Linked DNA regions of Gossypium hirsutum: region 2 is linked to region 1. The links are chromatin contacts, called in public Hi-C maps. All regions are on one chromosome and are shown on one strand. The core of a region is the stretch at or near the end of the contact, and the rest is flanking DNA. Distances in the headings are between cores, read along the strand shown. Region 1 holds the start of LOC107888880 (TVP38/TMEM64 family membrane protein slr0305). Region 2 holds the start of LOC107888876 (pentatricopeptide repeat-containing protein At5g19020, mitochondrial).

What was found. Hi-C and Micro-C count contacts between places; a contact is called where the count stands out from the background.
Region 2: a Hi-C map of leaf shows a contact between it and region 1, with 3 times the contacts expected there. The contact joins the promoter of LOC107888876 here to the promoter of LOC107888880 in region 1. A contact is called at or near these places in 13 of 34 Hi-C or Micro-C datasets (callus, hypocotyl, leaf and 2 more).

Annotation. Positions count from the first base shown.
Region 1 is chrA09:50,926,570-50,929,780 of Gossypium_hirsutum_v2.1, reverse strand. LOC107888880 (TVP38/TMEM64 family membrane protein slr0305) reads left to right here and starts at 1,263. Exons shown (of 9, transcript XM_041077817.1): 1 at 1,263-1,859; 2 at 2,487-2,548; 3 at 3,026-3,080. The coding sequence starts at 1,764. LOC107888879 reads right to left here and starts at 1,050. Exons shown (of 5, transcript XM_016813132.2): 1 at 633-1,050.
Region 2 is chrA09:51,133,161-51,136,597 of Gossypium_hirsutum_v2.1, reverse strand. It overlaps LOC107888876 (pentatricopeptide repeat-containing protein At5g19020, mitochondrial), which reads right to left and starts at 1,769. Exons shown (of 3, transcript XM_041077839.1): 1 at 1-1,769. The coding sequence starts at 1,696.

The DNA of each region.
Region 1 (3,211 bases), core at 14-2,513:
CGGAATAGCTAAATCTTTATCTAAAACCCGATGTAGTAGCTAAATATCTATGCAACTTATGATTCTCTAAGCATTAAGATTCAAAAATAAACAAAGCGTATTAGCACATATGTCGAGTTTCTCTTTAATTTAACTTCAATGGTTTTCTCAACTGAAATGCTTTGTTCAGCTTACACTGTAACTAGCCCAATATTTCAGAATCAAAATTGAAAAAAAAAAGAAGCAAAGCAATGGCAAATTTACTAGTAAAACGATTTCCCCATCTCCCACGCCTATGTTTTCTTTTTCTTTTTCTTGCTCAAAAACTCTGTAACTGATTCAAAGCTCAAAATCCAAATCCCCTTCAACCCATTTACCACAAACAACAAATTCCAACCTAAAATTGAAATCCCTTACTATTGAGACAAGCAACCTGAAATCCCTTACAATAAACAGAAATGCCCAACAATTCGAAAATACTAAGCTTAGCTTTCTAACCCTAAATTGCCCTAAAATAATCAGATCAACCAATCGACCAATTTTTCTCGAAAACTCATTTATTTCACAGGTCCCTTCTAGTGAAATACAAGCAGAGAAGCAAAGAGATGAAATTCTCACAATGGAGGTGAGATTGAGGGGAATAATAACCTTACTCGTCTCAACTTTGGGGAAGCTTTTTACAATGTCGAGATCTTTGTCTATAATGGTCCTGGGATAACAATAACTAAACGAGAACTATGAGACAAGGTTGAGGTGTGGTGGCTTGAGGTGTTTGCTGAGGGAGAATGGTAAAGGGCAAGAATGGGAGGTTATGTTTTTTTTCTTATTCGGTAGAGGCTCTGTATTGCTATTCTTTAGATCAGGTGGGGAATGGCTATTATGGGTAGAGGCGGAATGGGAGATGAATAAAATTCTGTCGAATGGAGGATTCGGTGAATTAAACTAATGAATAGCTGCTTATCACCAAATCATCCTGGAATAGTTTCGCTATTTATGCATATTAGAATTAAGGCCAAATTGACAAGATATGTAAATACTGAAAATTAAATTTATTATTATATTAATAAAAATTATGTATAATTGATAGAAGACATCAACATTATAATTAATTATTCTTGATTGCTTACTTTTAAAATCGAAACATATTAAATTTTTCTATTTTTTTAAAGAATCAATTTGCTTAATTTCGAAATTGAGAGAGACTAAAAAGATTTTTTACCTTATTATCTTATTACAAAGATGTTTTTATATTTATATATATAATCAATAAAAAAATTCAACCTAAACCACCTTAATTAAAAAAAAGTACTATTTCTACCAAAGTTAACTTTTTTTATGGAAACTTTTACTATTTAATTTATAGATAAATTTTCAATTAATTTTAGGTAATTTTCACCCTAATCGTGTCTTTAGTATGCATGTTTAAGAGACTAAGAAAAGGATGCTACCTACTGAGTTGCAATTCTCAATCCTATCCCAAAATTTTAAGCTTATTCAATACCCAAAACTACACAATAAAGCAATTGAAATAAAGGCAATCAGACAAAATCCCAAAAATCTTTTGAGTGTTTGTTAGGCTAAAACCGCTATAGGAAAAAACCAAACACAAAGCTAGAACAATCCCACTTCTTTCTTCTTTTTTTCTTTTCATTTCTGTTTCCTTTTTAACTTTGCCAAATCTGGCAACCTTAGAAGGATTGAGGGCTCGTTCATCCCATAAACAAGAGATCCTCGATATTGACAACGAAGACGAAGAGTGTAGGCCTTGGCGTCGAAGGTTCTCAATGGCTTTCACCTGGGGTTCCTCTCTCAGGATCACTCTTCTTCTCCTCCTTATTGCTGCTATTGTTTTCGCTTGTTTCACCCTCCCTGTTGAAAAGGTTTGGTTTTTCTACCTATTTACACGTTTCCTTGATCTGGGTGAAGTTTATTTTTCTCTTCTTTTTTTTCTTAATTTTGCTTTTTCATTTTGTTCTCCGATCTGGGTATTTGTTGTTTTCTCTTTTTGATTGATAATTTGTTAATTTTGTAGGGTTTTTCTTTTACTAATTTTGTTCTTTCTTTTTGAGCTTTTTCTAATCCGGGGCTTTCCTGTTTTGACCTTTTTGGTTAATCATTTATGGATTTTTGGATGTTTATATCGATTGAAGATTTGAATGTTGGGTTTTCTACTCAAATGAGTTACCTATGTGGCACATTTTGGGGTTGAGGTTATAAGTGCAAACTTGTGATTTTGGTCTTAGGTTTCACGATTGATATGCTACCAAGCTGTACTTTTGAACCCAATGTATTTGTCTAATTGTGTTCCTTTTCTGAAACTAGTACAAATTGCAAAGCTGGGACAATGTATGAAAGAGTTATGAGGGGGACTACAAAATTAGCTAAAGCATTAATTCTTAGAGCTGAATTCTTAAGGATTCTGATTCTCTCCCGCTTTCCCAATGTTTGCTGTTAGTGTTTAAATTAAGCTCAGTTGTTATGTTGATGAAAATAAGTTTTTCTTGCAGATTCTGAAGGATTTTTTGTTATGGGTTGACAAGGATCTTGGACCTTGGGGTCCACTTGTGCTGTAAGTCACGTGAAATCCTGTATTTTTTTTGGCTTCCGTTGGCATCTATCATGTCATCTACTTGAATGTAATTCATTTGATTCGGTAATATATGAATATAATAAATCTAATATAAATTGATGTTGCCGTTGAAACATTGTTCAACTGAGTTGAAAGTTTTGTCGGTTTGCTTGGTTCTTACTGTCTTTAGCTTTCTGTCCATGTAAACAGAAAGTGGATCATTTCCTTTATGTGAAACATGGAGAGAATGTAAGGTTATGCGTTCTTCAGCATTGCATGAATAAAATGCCCCTCCATGAGTAATGAAATTAGCATGTCGTAGTTATGTGGAATGCCTCTTAAATTTGAAGCTTTGGGATTGATAATTGGTCAGTTTGCTGGTGAATTGATTAGCTGTAGAATGTAGATAACTTAGTTCTGAAGTATTGGAATTTTTCATTTTACTTTTCCAACTCATATTTCTTTGTTGGTTTGCAGGGCTGTTGCTTATATTCCTTTGACAGTCTTGGCCGTTCCAGCTTCAGTGCTTACCGTAAGCATTAAACTCCTATACTGATGCTTCAGTGTAGCCAAATTGATTACTATTTTGTATGATCATGCAATTTCTTGCATTCCAAACCCTGGAGTATTGATCATGATTCTTTCTTAGTGGCTCTCTTCCAT
Region 2 (3,437 bases), core at 520-3,019, 210 kb before region 1:
CAGGTTCTATGTTATATACACTCTTCATGCGCTTGAAATACTTCTCCCCAAGTTCTACCAACCCAGCATGGCAGCATGCGGTAAGGACCCCAATGAATGTTATTGAATTCTGCTTGATATGATGCCTCCTTTCCAAGTAAGAATATATTTCAAGTGATAAATTGGCATCTCCATGCATGGCCAAGCCACATATCATTGCATTCCAAGGTGAGACAGTAGAGGCCTTCCCTCGGATTTGACAAAAAACTTCTAAAGCAGCATTGATGCTCCCACATTTTGCATACATATCAATGATAGCAGCACTTAAGTTGTCATTAAGAGGGATGCAGTTATTTTGTACATATTCATGAGCCCATCTCCCTTCATTCAACATGCCTAAAGAAGCAATTCCAGAGAAAACACTTGCCAATGTTATTTGGTTTGGCTGCATACCACAAGCTATCATTTCGTGGAAGAGCTGTAAAGCGATGTTAGGTTGCTCACTCTGCGCGTAACCGGCAATCATAGAGCTCCATGAAGAAACATCTCTTTCAGCCATCTCATCGAATAACCGTCTCGCCTGTTTGATCATTCCATTTCTTATATATCCTGCAATAACCGCATTTCTAGAAGGAAGATGATCCTTAACACCCACTTCAAACTGCAAATAAGCAAGATCAACCCTCCCACAAGCTGCATAAAAATGAATGATAGTTGCTTGCACAAAATCATAACATTCAAAACCTGCCTTCACAGTCCTACCATGGAGCTGAAAGCCCTCTAGGGTCGCACTCAAACGCGCACATGCTGAAACCAAATCGACAATCATAACATCACTTGCCTCAACTCCCTCACGTAACATAGCACAAAACATTGTTAAAGCTTCACTTAACCAATCCACTTGAACATAAGCATCAACCATGGTACCCCACGAAACAACATCTTTTTCCTTCACGGGAATTTTCTCAAACAACTCCCGGGCCAACTCAACATCCCCAGCTTTTGCATACCCATTCAACATCACATTCCAAGAAACAAAATTCTTCTCTAGCATCTGGTTAAACAAATCCCTCCCATCCTTTAAACTCCCACAAACACAGTACATGTGAAGCAAATTGGTTGAAACAATAACGAACTCGTCAAGGATCACCTTAACCGCCAAACCATGTAACAGCCTACAAATGGAAATCCCTCCAAAACCCGAACAAGCAGAAATCAAACTTGCCAACGTGACTTCGTTAGGCAAAATACCACCATATCTCATTTCCTTAAAAATCCCAATTGCTTCTCTCCAGTAGCCCTTTGAAGCAAATCCCATTATCATGGTAGTATAAGAAACACAACCCTTCTTAGGCATTTGACCAAACAGGCTACGTGCTTCATGAAACCGACCAGATTTTACATACCCAGAAATCATGATGTTGTAAGAAACAGGGTCCAGGTTGGGAGAAGAAGAGAACAAACGTTCAGCGTCTCGAAGGAAGCCGCACTTGGCGTACATGTTTATCAAGGTGTTAAAGATAAAAGGGTTGGAAGCGAAGCCTGATTTGATTACGAGGCAATGGGTTATTCGGCCATGAGAAATAGAGCAATGAGTTGCAGCGGATTTTAAGGAAGAGATGAGAAGGAGGTCGTAGTGGTGGGGTTTGGAAGAAGGTGCTGAAGTGGAGAGACATTTGTGCAGCCAACAAGGTTTTGGTTTGAGAGAATTGAACATGAGATTGAGAGATTAGCATGAGAGCCGTTTCTTTCTGAAAACCAAAAAGAGTGTGGGGTTTGCGTCCTTTAGTAGAGCTGAAGAAAATTTAAACCTCGCCAAGGGTTGTTTATTTTTGATTAATTAATAATAATTTAATAATAAAATACACATTTATAATATTTATTTGCATTCTAAAACATATTTAAGTTAGTTGTAGTCCATATATTAAAGTTGTGATTGTATGTTATATTTAAGTTAGTTTAATTTTTATAATATGAGAAAATTGAAATAGTTTTATGAAAATTTATAGTATTACCTTTTAATTATGTGGTAATTACTTACAATATATTTATATATATATGTACAGATGCAATATAAAAAGTTATATTAAATATTAAGCCATAACTAAATTTGGGAAACATATTTATAAATGTATTTTACGAGAATTAATTTTTACTATAAATTTTGTGTTAAATATTTCAATAATATTAAATAAAATAAAATTGTATTTATAAGATAATTTTCCTAATTAATTACCAATAGTTATGTCAATCTAATAAATTCACCAATATACTTATTATTTAAAGACATTCTTTAAATTTGACATAACCATAAATACTCAGACATCTCAGATTTTAAACTTTTCGATTTGACCAATTTAAAACTAACATAAGAGTATGAAGATTCAGGGTCTATCAAAGCAAAAACAAGCTCATAATATAATAAAAAGATACTTGCTACAACATCAGTAGCGTCACCCTCTTCGCGAGTTCGTACAACATATGCCAAAATCGACACTCTGGCCTATGACTGATGAGTAATGGCATCATTCCTCTTTATTGCACCACTTCTAGAAACAAAACCATCATAACTAATTCCATAACCCCTGGCCGCAGGTGCAGACTTCTGAGTAGTGACAGGAGTAGCATTATCACCTATCGGGCACTCTCGAGCGAAATGCTCCAACTATCCACAACGAAAATAGCCTCGGTCAATTTCCAATATTCACCTTGATGTTCTTCCCATAGTGCTCGCAATTAGGTATCTCAACATCTCAAGACGAGCCTCGCACACTGCCCACAGACATAGTCGGTTGTCGATTTTGATTTTTGTCAGATCTATCAGACTTATATGTCGATTTCCAATTACCACTAGAATCTTTAGTTTGCTTTGGTTGCAAATGTGAACTAATAGCTCTTGTCCGTTTTCCAACAACTCACATAGTCTCAGTCTTCTTATCAAGACCTAAAGCTTACTCCACCATTTTTGCTTGCTCGACTAAATCAGAAAACTCTGAAATTCGATGTGATACAAGCTGTACTCTGAGTTCATCACATAAACTACATAGAAATCATTTGCAACTTTAAGCTTTGGATGGCACAAAATCAATAGCATATTTACTAAGTCGCAAAAAATCACGTTTGTAATCAGCCACTGACATCTCACTCTGTTTCACAAGCAAAAACTCTTTTTTGTTGTCTTCGAGATACAACTCTCCAACATATTTCTTCTGAAATTATTTTTGAAAGAACTCTCAAGCGGCTCACTTAGCAAGTACGTGGCGTGTTATCGTTTACCACCACATATATGTTTTTCCTTGTAGTAGAGAAACAACACAAATTACACATTCCTGGGGGCTGAACTCGAGTTGTTGCAAAACACGTTTAGTCGATTCTAACCAAAATTCAGCAGCTGAGAGATCAACCCTTTTTAAACTTAAGAACTCAGTAGCACTATCCTTAATCGGAGCCCTCGAACA